Linked DNA regions of Mus musculus: region 1 is linked to region 2. The links are chromatin contacts, called in public promoter capture Hi-C maps. All regions are on one chromosome and are shown on one strand. The core of a region is the stretch at or near the end of the contact, and the rest is flanking DNA. Distances in the headings are between cores, read along the strand shown. Region 1 holds the start of Tm9sf1 (transmembrane 9 superfamily member 1). Region 2 holds the start of Arhgef40 (Rho guanine nucleotide exchange factor (GEF) 40).

Evidence for each region. Promoter capture Hi-C pulls out the DNA fragments that hold promoters and counts their contacts.
Region 1: a contact with region 2 is called in a promoter capture Hi-C map of maxillary cranial neural crest. The contact joins the promoter of Tm9sf1 here to the promoter of Arhgef40 in region 2. A contact is called at or near these places in 3 of 39 promoter capture datasets (cranial neural crest, liver and maxillary cranial neural crest).

What each region holds. Positions count from the first base shown.
Region 1 is chr14:55,639,581-55,645,429 of GRCm38.p6, reverse strand. It overlaps Tm9sf1 (transmembrane 9 superfamily member 1), which reads left to right and starts at 2,059. Exons shown (of 5, transcript NM_001360063.1): 1 at 2,059-2,836; 2 at 3,842-4,463; 3 at 4,860-5,045. The coding sequence starts at 2,492. It also overlaps a transcript of Tssk4 not described here.
Region 2 is chr14:51,980,734-51,986,760 of GRCm38.p6, reverse strand. It overlaps Arhgef40 (Rho guanine nucleotide exchange factor (GEF) 40), which reads right to left and starts at 1,928. Exons shown (of 24, transcript NM_198249.4): 1 at 1,770-1,928. The coding sequence starts at 1,772. Gm16617 (predicted gene, 16617) reads left to right here. Exons shown (of 3, transcript NR_045728.1): 3 at 1-372.

The DNA.
Region 1 (5,849 bases), core at 810-3,309, 3.7 Mb before region 2:
GCATACATACACAATTGTTTTAAAGCTAGATAGATATGAAAAGGTAGAAATAAAAACAAGAGCTGGGCGGTGATGGCGCACACCTTTAATCCCAGCACTCGGGAGGCAGAGGCAGGCGGATTTCTGAGTTCGAGGCCAGCCTGGTCTACAGAGTGAGTTCCAGGACAGCCAGGGCTACACAGAGAAACACAAACAACAAATGTAGCACAGTGGCTCACCCTGAGACCCCTTGCTGAGGCAAGAGAATCGCTGTAGGTCTGAGGCCAGATGAGGCTGCCGAGACCCGTCTCAATAAAACCTCCAATTAACCAACCCCAGAACCCGATACTCAGCCCCTTCTCTTCCTGAGGTACTGCCGGTTTAACAGTCCTTCCAGCAGTAGTTTGAAAAATGGTCCCAGAGGAAGGTGGCTCAGAGGCTAGCAAGGTGGTTGACATGAAAGAGTATGGGGCCTCTACATCAAGAAAATGATGGAAAACAAAGAATCAGGAAACAAATCAAGGGAGCTTGCGATTTGAGAGGTGCTAAGAGAAGCTTTGATTTCTGGCTTCACTGGGTAGGTCATCCAAAGAAAACTCCAAAGCATCTTAAGTTATTCCTAACCACAGAACTCAGTCAGGCCTGCCTCAGTACCGCAAGCCTTGCACACACTTGCAGTCCCAGCTACTCGCGAAACCGAGGCAGGGCTATTGCTTCGGCAGCAGTTCCAAGGCCAGTCAGGCAACACAGCAAGACTGACTGTCTTGAGGAGGGCAAAGGGGTCAAAACAAAAGCCACTGTGTCTGGCTCAAGCCTAGCTTCCTAGACTCTAACCGCTTCAGGACAGTGGGTGGATCAGAAAAGAACAGTCGTAGGAGTGAGGAAAGAATGGCTGCTTGTGATTTCTCTCAGTACTTGCTTCCGCCAGAATAGAAAAATTGAAGTCAGCTTCCTTCCGTTTGCTCCCATGTTGCCAAGTGAAAGTCACTGTTCAAAAGGGGCAGAGCCCCTTCACAACAGCTTGAGCCAGACAAAAGTAACGCGTTCAAAGAAACCTGCAAAGTTAGGGAGAAGTCCAAACGTCCCACAGACGAACTTGGGAACAAAATGACGGAAGTGAGATGGTACCTGTAAGCTCTGAAACTCTGAAGGCGGAGACTCAAAAGACCCCGGGTTCGAGGTCTGCAGGGACTCCACATTCAAAAAACAAAACAAAAACCTACTTCCGATCAAAAACCGCGCTGTCGGGCTGGTGAGATGGCTCTGTGGGTAAGAGCACCCGACTGCTCTTCCAAAGGTCCCGAGTTCAAATCCCAGCAACCACATGGTGGCTTACAACCATCTCATAACGAGATCTGACTCTCTCTTCTGAAGTGTCTGAGGACAGCTACAGTGTACTTACATATAATAAATAAATAAATCTTAAAAAAAAAACGCGCTGTCAACCCGCACAACTTGCAGGGTGAAATGGCAAACTGTAGGTGCACCTCACCTACCTCCCGCATGCCTGTTGCCAACAATAACCGGTCCGTGCCTCCAGAAAGCCTCGGAGGGGCACCTTTACCAAGGTGTTGGAGGCTACAGGTCCCTGGCGTGGGAACGCGGCACAAAGCCCCGCCCCGCCCAGGTTAGGGACAACTTTCCGCGTCCGGGCCGACCTCAGCAGCCGGGGGCGGGTGCCGCGCTCCCGCTCCCCAGCTGTCTCTCTCCATCCTAGAGAGGACAGCCCAGCCGCGCGAGAGCCCGTGGGAAGCCGCCCGCGACACACCGGCGAGCATCGCGGAGCTCTTGGCTCAGGAGAAGAGCCTTCCCGCCTTCCCGGAGCTGAGGTCCCCGTCGGCGAAGGCGGAAGTGGTAAGACTGACGTGTCCGGGCTGCGGTGCTGCTCGCCGGGACGACCACTGGCATCGCTCGGTGGCTCGGGGAGCGAGCATCGTGGAATCCGTGGCCGGGCCGGATTGCGGGCGAACCAGAGCTCTTCCAGGAGCATTCGAATGAGCCGAGGGCGGACGCCGGCGACGTGGCAGCAGCCGCGGCAATCAGGCGCAGCGGCGGACAACCCGGAGGAGGTCCGTCGTCAGGTCCTCCGCAAGCCTACCGCTCCGGCGCCGCTGTCTGGAAGACCGGGGCAGAAGCCCAAGGGCAGCTACGGGGCCCCGTGAGGCCACTGGCGCCTCTTTGGCCAGCCGGTACCTCGCAGTGAGGACCCTGGAGCTGCGGCGAGTGCCCCTTCCGTAGCAGCGAGCCCGCCGGGCGTTGCTATAGAAACGGGTTGGCACGCGCAGCCCCGGGCTGGGGAGGCCTAGAGGCGTGAACCCTAGGTTGGGAGTACTATTGAGTGCACGCCAGGCCCCGTCTTTGGGATAGATAAGTTCTGTGGTGTGGGGATCGGGAGGCCGAAGGGAGGAGGTGGAGCCAATGGGCACTTGAGAGACCAGAACCGGGTCATCATGATTTGATTCCTAGTTTCTGTAACCACGGGATTCCCCCAACAGGTTCTGCTGCCTTAAGGATGACAGTCCTAGGGTACCCTCGAAGTTGGAGCTGCCATTGTTTGCCAGTCCTGATACTGTTGCTGGGCATAGGCCATGGGCCATGGGTGGAAGGTGTCACACACTACAAGCCCGGCGACCCTGTCATTCTATATGTCAACAAAGTGGGACCCTACCATAACCCTCAGGAAACTTACCACTACTATCAGCTTCCAGTCTGCTGTCCTGAGAAGATCCGCCACAAAAGTCTTAGTTTGGGTGAAGTTCTGGATGGGGACCGAATGGCCGAATCTTTGTACGAGATCCGCTTTCGGGAGAATGTGGAGAAGAGAATTCTGTGTCACATGCAGCTCAGTTCTGCACAGGTCAGCTGCTCTCCGCGGTACATATCACTCAGCCCTCCTTGCTAGGGACTAAGGGTGCCTTGCATCTATGGTACCTTTATGGAAATTATGTTTGGACTCCAACTACAACCCCGTGTACTTGCTTAGATGTTCCAAACTGACTTTTCAAGATAACATGGATCCAGAGATGCAGAGCGGGGAGCTTAGAGCCTAAGGCTCTTCGCTGTCAGTAATAGGTCCCAGAGTCCTGTGCAAGTCTCTCTCCTTCCGTACATGCCTCTGTTTTTTTCCATGACTTTTTTTTTTACTTTTTAGCCTTCCCTGTTACTTTTCTTTTTTTTCCTTTAGCAAATTTTGGAACTTCTTAATTCCAGTCTTTTTATACTTTGCTCCATTTATTTTTCTGAGACTTTATCCTAGCAAAGAGATCCTTGTTCTTTTTTGGGGCTAATATACCAGAATCAGTCAGTGAGTCTCAATGGAAAACAGTTTTGTACCTAGGTACTTTGGCAGTGTATAAAGACATTTGGTTTGGTTGGTTTAGGGGTTTGTTCTTGTTTTGAACATTGAGATAAGGTCTTACTATGTAGCCAAGGCTAGCCTCAAACCCAATAGTAACCTTCTAAGTGCTGGGATAACAGGTTTGTTCTATACCAGATCTCTACCCATCAACTAAGATAGGCTTTCTCTATGTAACAACAGCCCTGGATGTCCTGGAACTCTCTCTGTAGACTAGGATGGCCTTGAACTCACAAGAGATCTACCTGCCTCTGCCTCCCCAGTCCTGGGACTAAAGGCGTGCACCACCGTAGCCCATCTTGGAAATAATTTTGATTGTCACAGCTCAGTGGTACTATTGGTATGTAGTGTGTAAGGATCAAGGATGCTGACCCCTGCCATGCACAGATCAGTATCTCCCTACAACACAGAATTAGCCAAACCAAAATAGGAGTACCGCCAAGTCTTCAAAACCCTGTTTAACTCTGCGAGGCTTTGTGTAACCGACTCCTGGCTTGTTCTTTACAGGTGGAGCAGCTGCGCCAGGCCATTGAGGAATTGTATTACTTTGAGTTTGTGGTCGATGATTTGCCAATCCGTGGTTTTGTGGGCTACATGGAAGAGAGTGGCTTCCTGCCACATAGCCACAAGATAGGCCTCTGGACACATTTGGACTTCCACCTAGAATTCCATGGAGATCGAATTATATTTGCCAATGTTTCGGTGCGGGACGTCAAGCCCCACAGCTTGGATGGGCTGCGGTCTGATGAATTGCTGGGCCTTACTCACACTTACAGTGTGCGCTGGTCTGAGACGTCAGTGGAGCATCGGAGTGACAGGCGCCGAGGTGATGATGGAGGCTTCTTTCCTCGAACCCTGGAAATCCATTGGTTGTCCATCATCAACTCCATGGTGCTTGTGTTTTTACTGGTGGGTTTTGTGGCTGTTATTCTAATGCGTGTGCTTCGAAATGACCTGGCTCGGTACAACCTAGACGAAGAGACGAGCTCTGGCGGCTCTAGTGACGACTTTGACCAGGGCGATAATGGCTGGAAAATTATCCATACAGATGTCTTCCGCTTCCCTCCATACCGTGGTCTGCTCTGTGCTGTGCTTGGTGTGGGCGCCCAGTTCCTGGCCCTTGGCACTGGTGAGGGGATATGAATTGCTCTCAGGGTAGCAGATAGGTCATTAGAAAAGTTCAGTGAGCCGGGCATGGTGGCGCACGCCTTTAATCCAGCTTGGTCTACAAAGTGAGTTCCAGGACAGCCAGGGCTATACAGAGAAACCCTGTCTCTGGAAAAAAAAAACAAAAACAAAACAAAAAAAAAAAAGAAAAAAAGTTCAGTGGATTTCCTCTTGTGTTCAAGGTGAGAAAGAGACCTAAGGGACTCGGTAGCTCTAGTGCGGATGTGTGTGGGTTTTCCTGACTCCAGTAGAACTAGGAAAATCACCTGAGGGACCTGGGTTAAGGGGGATGATTTCTCTGAGGTCGAGAAGAGGTGTTGGTGAGGCCTAACTGGAGCTTTCCACTACTACCTTACAGGCATTATTGTCATGGCGTTGCTTGGCATGTTCAACGTGCACCGTCACGGGGCCATTAACTCAGCAGCGATCTTGTTGTATGCCCTGACCTGCTGCATCTCTGGCTACGTGTCGAGCCACTTCTACCGGCAAATTGGAGGCGAGCGTTGGGTGTGGAACATCATTCTCACCAGCAGCCTCTTCTCTGGTGAGAACACGCCCTGTTATTGGGTCTGCCTGGACTTAGTAACTAAGAACACATCATGGGTCCAGGGGCAGAATCACAGTGCAGGGGCCATAAGGAGAAGGCTTTGATACTTACATTTACAAGTGTTTTGCCTGCATGTGCAACACATATGTAACATGTACAACATTGTGCAGTTCATGCATATAGTCCCTATGGTAGCCTATGGAACCCTGGAACTGGAGTTACAGATGGTTGTAAGCCACCATGCGGGTGCTGGGAACTGAACCCCGGAGCTTCAGTAAAAAATAGCAAAAAATAGTAAAAATAGCGCTTTTAACCACGGAACTTTCTCTCCAGCCCCTGGGTGGGATGGGGGTAGGGGTGGGGAGTGGGGTCAAAAGACAATCCATCGGAAAGAATATTTCTTTATCTTAGACAGGATCTTGACCTATATAGTCCAGGCTGTCTTTGGGTTTATGATCTTCCAGTTTAACCGCTTGAGTACTGCGACTATAACTCAGGAAAATACCTATTTCTTTTTGAATAGTTAAAAGTTGTTAAGTGGGGGAAAGTGGCTAGACACTGAACATTTGATACGTCATGTGACATAGGCAATGTAGTCCCCGTTGCACACGATGAGGAGACTAAACTAGGACAGGGTCTTACTGTGGAGCCCACGTGAGCCTTTAACTGCCTCCTGGGTTATAGGGTTGTGGGTGCACATCACCATGCCTGGGTTTCAGCCGTTTGCATGTATGTGCTCAAGCGCTTGTGCAAATGTGCGATTGTATGTGTGGAAACCAGAGGGCCACCTCACATATGATC
Region 2 (6,027 bases), core at 679-3,178:
AAGAGAGGAGGTGGTCTGATGCTATGTATTCCAGTTTTTTTTCTTTCTTTTTCTAGTTCCAGAGGGTTCTGTCTGATAACCTGTCTCAAAGACTAAGTCGTGTCCCGTACTGACCAACTCCCTAAGTGAATCATTCATTGGGCTACGTTTCTTCACTCACTTCCTAAACAACAACTCTGGGGTCTACTTCTTTGCATGTCCATATCTCTCTCAAGATGGCTTTTTAAGTTCCGTTTATCAGATGTCTTTGCTGTAAATGAGGAAAGTATTTTGCAGTATTTATTTCTCTACCTCTCTTTGCATTTACTAGCTCTCTACCCATTGCAGACGGTTCTGCTTCCACCCCAAGACAAAAATTACTTATTTTACTCTGAAATCTCTCCAGCCAGAGTTGCTTAATCCCGGCTGTTTGGGAAGATTAGGGTATTCAGACACCCCAGAGACCAGCATTCTGTGTTATCAGAGCCCAAACTTGGCTCCAAGGTGTGGGCGAGCAGACAGACCCTCAGTGTTCTCAGGACTGTGTACGTGGGTGGGAAGAAGGGTAGGGGTGAGGTTGGGTGGGCCCGAGCTCCGAAGTTAGGATCCGGGGAGCTACTGCTTGAGCAGCGAAGCAGCTGCAACCCATTAGGGGCGGTGAGCTCATGGCTGAACAAGAGTCGCAGCCACAGGAAACGGCCTCGGCAGGAGGGGAGGAGGGGTCTGGAGCAGGCGGAGGTGGGCAGGAGCCCAAGACACCAGGCCTCTGGTCGGCTGGGACCAAACGACGGGCGAGACTGAGTCAGCGCTCACTGGCCTAGTTCCTGTCTTGCTCCAACCCTCTGAGCAGGGTGATGCTTCCCAGACTCTCCGTAGACATTGCCCTGGCAGGGCCTCTCCCCCTCCTCCACTCTGCAATGAGCATTATAGGCTGCACCCGCCTGGGCAGTGGGCGCTCTCCCCGTAGTACTTCATAGTACTTCTGGCCGGAAAGTTCCGGGCTTAGTGTTCACTCTGGTTGACATGGGCTTCTGGTACCCTGAGCTGCTGCTCTCCGAGCCTCTGCTCTACAGGATTCCATCCAGATCCCTCCCTGCAGCGACAGTGCTCTGAGGCAGGCACTGTCAGGAACAGCTCAGTTCCCTGCAGCTGCATGAACCTCGGGGAACTTTGTCCCAAAAACTATGGTTTTGGCTCTGGCAACGTCACGCCCATTGGTACTGCGGAACACCCCCTACCCACCCCCAAACAGCCCCCTTTCTGTGAGGGAATTTCCCTTTGGACATGCCCTTTGGCCCTGGCCCAGCCACAGCTGTGGCTAGTCCCTCAGGGCCGGATGGGTGGGCCCATCTCACCGGGTTTGGGGACTGGGATGGAAAATGGTGGTTCCAGGCAGGTCAGTTCTCATGACCCAGGACAGTGCCCTTTCAAGGGCTGCCGCCAGACCAACTCGCAGAGGGTCTCCAGGAGTGAAAAACTGAGATAGGGAGGGGGAGGGAAAACTCAGCAAAAGAAGACTGGGTAGGACCAAAAAGACCGGGGGTGGGATGTGTGCAAAGACCATCGAAGGATGGGGAGGTGGCACAGAAGAAAGAAAGGGTCATGGCAATACTCGGTAGGGACTGAGCAGGCAGCAGGACCGCAGATCGAAGAAAAGAAGGGGGGATGGGAGGGTGGAGAGTCTCCGAAGCGCCAAGGAGCGCTAAGCGGGCACAAGAGGCACGGGGCTGGGGGCCCGGAGCGGGCTGCGCGAAGGCCGAGGGGACACCGGGGTGCTTCGCGGGACTCACCATGGCTCGGCGTCGGGAGGTGTCCCACTCTCCGGCGGGCGGGCGGGGCGGGTGAGCCACCGCCTCCCTCCGGGCGCTCAGTCTCGCCGGGTCTAGCTGCAGGACAACTCGCGCGGCGACCGCGGCTCTCCCCGCTCGTTCGGCAGCCCAGGCCGCGGGGGCCCCGCCAGGGAGGGCCGAGACGGCCGCCTGCACCGCCCCGCCCAGCCCGGGACCCCAGCCGAGAAGCCCCCCCAACCCTGGCCACAAGCCTCGCCTCCGCTCCCCTGGCTGTCTGCTGCCAGCCCGCCCCGCCCCCTCCGAGAACCGCCCAGCTGAGGACGCCCCGGGTTTCCCGCGTCTTCTTCGCTCTGCGGGATCAGTTCAGCCTCAGCTCGGGACCCTGCAGGGGACCCGCCTAGGTCCCAGGTTGCCCGGCGGCCAAAAGCCTTCTTCCATCTCTAGGGTCCATGACACATCTCCGGTCCGTGGCAAGGCTTGGCAAGGTCCTGGGGCCCAGGTCGATCCACAGCCTTTAGTTCCCTTTAGGTAGAGCTGAAGGCCGGGAAATTAGGGTATTCCCCCAAGCCTTGGGCGTTTGCCCGCCCTTCTTCCCCTTCCACCTTCTTGGGTCTCAAGGCTCCATGAGACTACAATGGGCTCCTGTGTGCAGCCTGGGGAGGGCGGGGGATGAGGGGAATTACGAAGTAAAGGCTTGGCATGTGGGGTGGGGGGATATGTGTCACGGCTGAGAGGCCAGGGCCCCGGGATCAGGATCCCTCTGTAGGGTCTGGGGGCGTTTGCGGAGTTGCTCCACGCTGCCTTTGCCTTTTTCTCTACCTTAGACCCCTGTTGCTCTGCGGTTAGAGAAGGGGAAGCAACAGTTCCCGGATTAGACCCCACGCTTTAGTACTGATGTCAGATCTTTCCTTCTTGTTGCAGGGCGATAGTGGCCCATATGCTAGGGCTTTTGGCAGTGACTATTATCTTACACTTCAGACAAAAGGGGCTAGGCTCCTTTAATTTTTTTTTTTTTTTGCCTCACCTACAAACTCGAGTATCACTTCTACATGGAAGTGAAGGCCGAGTGGGGTCTCTCAAAAAGGCTTGAGGAACCGCAGCACATCAAGGGGTTGCCCTGCCTGTCTCTGAGTCACAGACTGGTCCAAAAGGTGGACATTTGGGAGGCGATCTGAAAGGTACTCATTTCCCAGAGAGATCGTGAAGGTGTTGGCATTGCAGTTAGAGGGTAAAGTTTATTTAGAAGACGTGTGGTAGTGGATACAGTCGATGAGGCTTGGAGCAGGAGGAGAAGAAAGGGCCTCCATGACAGGCTCTTTTCATCTTAGGATGCTACATTCTGCCCCTTTTCCTGTGGGTCTGGAGAAGGGAGAAACTTAATTCATGGGGATGACACGAGCCCTCTGGTTCATAGGGTTAAAAAAGAATCTCAAGCAGGGAAAACCCTGTGATTAACCGGCAAGAACTGTGGAGCTATCTCCAACCTTCCAGTTAAGGTAGACTCTTCAGTCTCCTTGTTATTAATGACCAAGAGAGTGAGATTTTACTACCCCCTGGTGTCTGCCTGGTAAATACTGCCCAGCAGCAGGTTGTAGAGGCCTTCTAGGGAAGTTTTTTTTCAGAGGATTTTCTGTAAACCTTACTCATCAAATCTAGTTCACCCATTCTCGGTCTGGAACGATTGAACCTTCCCTTATTGGAACTTAAGATTCCTTATGCTCAAATCATTTGGTAGAATCCAGGGACACCCATAGCTAGGCAGTGAGATATAAACATATATCATGGGAAAAAAGATCCATTCAAAAGCTTTGAACTGGTGGCGTGAAGGAGTTTGGATTTAGGTTCTGAGATATAAGTTATCCCTTCTTACCATGAGTTTCAGTACATGGTGTGTGCTTACAGTGGTTAACAGCCCTTTCTCCGTAGGGAACTCTTACCTACCAGTGTGCATACAATGCAGTCTGAGTTGGTGTGTGCTCTTTGGTAGGTGATGTGAAGGGATAGCATAAAGCAGAGATAGAGAAGATACCAAGCTAACAGGTCCTCTCCTGCATCACAGATACTTTTCAATGTGGTTTATATATTTTTATTTATTATTTATTTTTATTAGATTTTTTCTTTATTTACATTTCAAATGCTATTCTGAAAGTTCCCTATACCCTCCCTCCGCCCTGCTTCCCTACCCACCGACTCCTGCTTCTTGGCCCGGGTGTTCCCCTGTACTGGGGCAAATAAAGTTTGCAAGAACAAGGGCCTCTCTTCCCAGTGATGGCCGACTAGGCCATCTTCTGATACAAATGCAGCTAGAGACACGAGTTCTGGGGGTACTGGTTAGTTCATATTGTTGTTCCACCTATAGGGTTGCAGACCCCTTCATCTCCTTGGGTACTTTCTCTAGCTCCTCCATTGGGGGCCCTGTGTTCCATCTTATAGATGACTGTGAGCATCTACTTCTGTGGTTTATATATTTCGAGTTCTTTCGAACCTAGAAAATTCCTACATATTTCATAGAAGAAGACATTTCATTTTATTGAAATGATGTAACTTTGAATATATACTGTACAGTACTTGGGAAAGCCAGGGCTTGTGTCCAGCTGTCTGACTCCACATTTTCACTCTTAACCAAGTTGTAAGTTATAGTAGTTTAGCTGTCAAAGTACATACAAGAACTTTATTATACCACCTTTTCTACCACCTCACTGTCCCATTAATATAATGTTGCTTTTGTAATAGTGCTGAGTGTCTAAAAGTGGTAAATGTGTCTCTGTGGACCAAAGGAGAAAGAAAGTCCACTTCTATCTAGACTTGGTATAGAATAATAGTTAAATCAATTCCTAAGAAGTGTTCTGTATGGTTGCAATGGAGAAGCTGTGCATGGAGTTACCCTAACGTGGGGGGAAGGCAGAAGAAACAGCTGTGTGTGTAACGTGTACTGCCTAGGTAATGAGCTGCAACATACCAGCCATGCATAGAGGGTTGATGCTTTGGGCTGCCCACCAATCCTTAGCCACCTGAGGAGGAGCTGTGGTAAGGGTCCTGCTTCAGTTCTGTACCTCAGTCAAGAGAAAATTGGAGGACCATAAAGGGGAGTTTTAGGATCAGATATGAAGGGATGTGTTCTTGTTAGCAGCACTTTCCAAGGAAACTGGGTATCAAAAGTTAGTTGTTTTAGGATAAGAATAAATAAATATTGCATTGGCTCTATTTGGTGTGATTTTTCTGTTTTACGTTACTTTTTGATTGATAACATTTCTTTAAAAGTTTATAACTCGGGGGCTGGAGAGATGGTCCAGCAGTTAAGTACATTGATTGCTCGTCTGAAGAAGGTCCTGAGTTCAATTCCCACATGGTGGCTCACAACCATCTGTAATGCAATATTCTGGTGTGTTTGAAGATGGCTAAATGTATTCATCTACAAGTAAATAAAGTTAAACGAAAGCTTATAACTTGTGGGGCTGGAGAGATGGCTCAAGGATTAAGGGCACTCAGACCTGGACTCAATGGTCCCAGAATTCACACAGTGGCTCACAACTGTCTGTAACTGTAGTTCTAGGGGATGTTACCCTCTTCTGACTTCAGCAGGCACCAGACATAGGCATAGTACACACACACACACACACACACACACACACACACAAATAAAGCTAAGAAAAAATAATACTACTAATCAGGAGGGTAAGAATGTAACTCAGTGGTAGAACACTTGCCTAGCATGCACAAAGCCCTGAATTTTATCCCCAGTTTGATAGAGAATAATTAAGTAAAAATCTAAGTCTGGTCTTGGCAACCCCCTCCAATGGTTCCAAGTGTAGTTGGTAACTTGTTTACAAACCTCGACACCCTCTTCTCTTCCCCCAACCCCACGTGGTCAGCCACTAGTGACCCTCCAGCCTCAGTCACTTCCCAGGTCTTTAAGCATGACTTGCCTCTCCTGTCCTTTAGTCTTGTTTTCATAATTCTGGTGGTTGGCTCTCATCTTTTGGGGCTGTGTTAAAGTGCCACCATCTTGAAGTTCTTCCCTCGCTAGCAGTCTGACGTGGTCTCTTACTCTGAATTTGTTATTCACACTATTTGTATCTAACTTAGTATATATTTATTTTTCTGCTTATTCTCCACCTCTTGCTGTAGACCCACCCCTATCATCTGTATTATCTAAATAAATTTCATGAAGTTAGGAATCCTATTTGACTTTTCACTGATCCTTCCTAACTAGTGTCGGATCAGCCCTTCAAAGACACAGGTGCAGACTGTAAGGAGG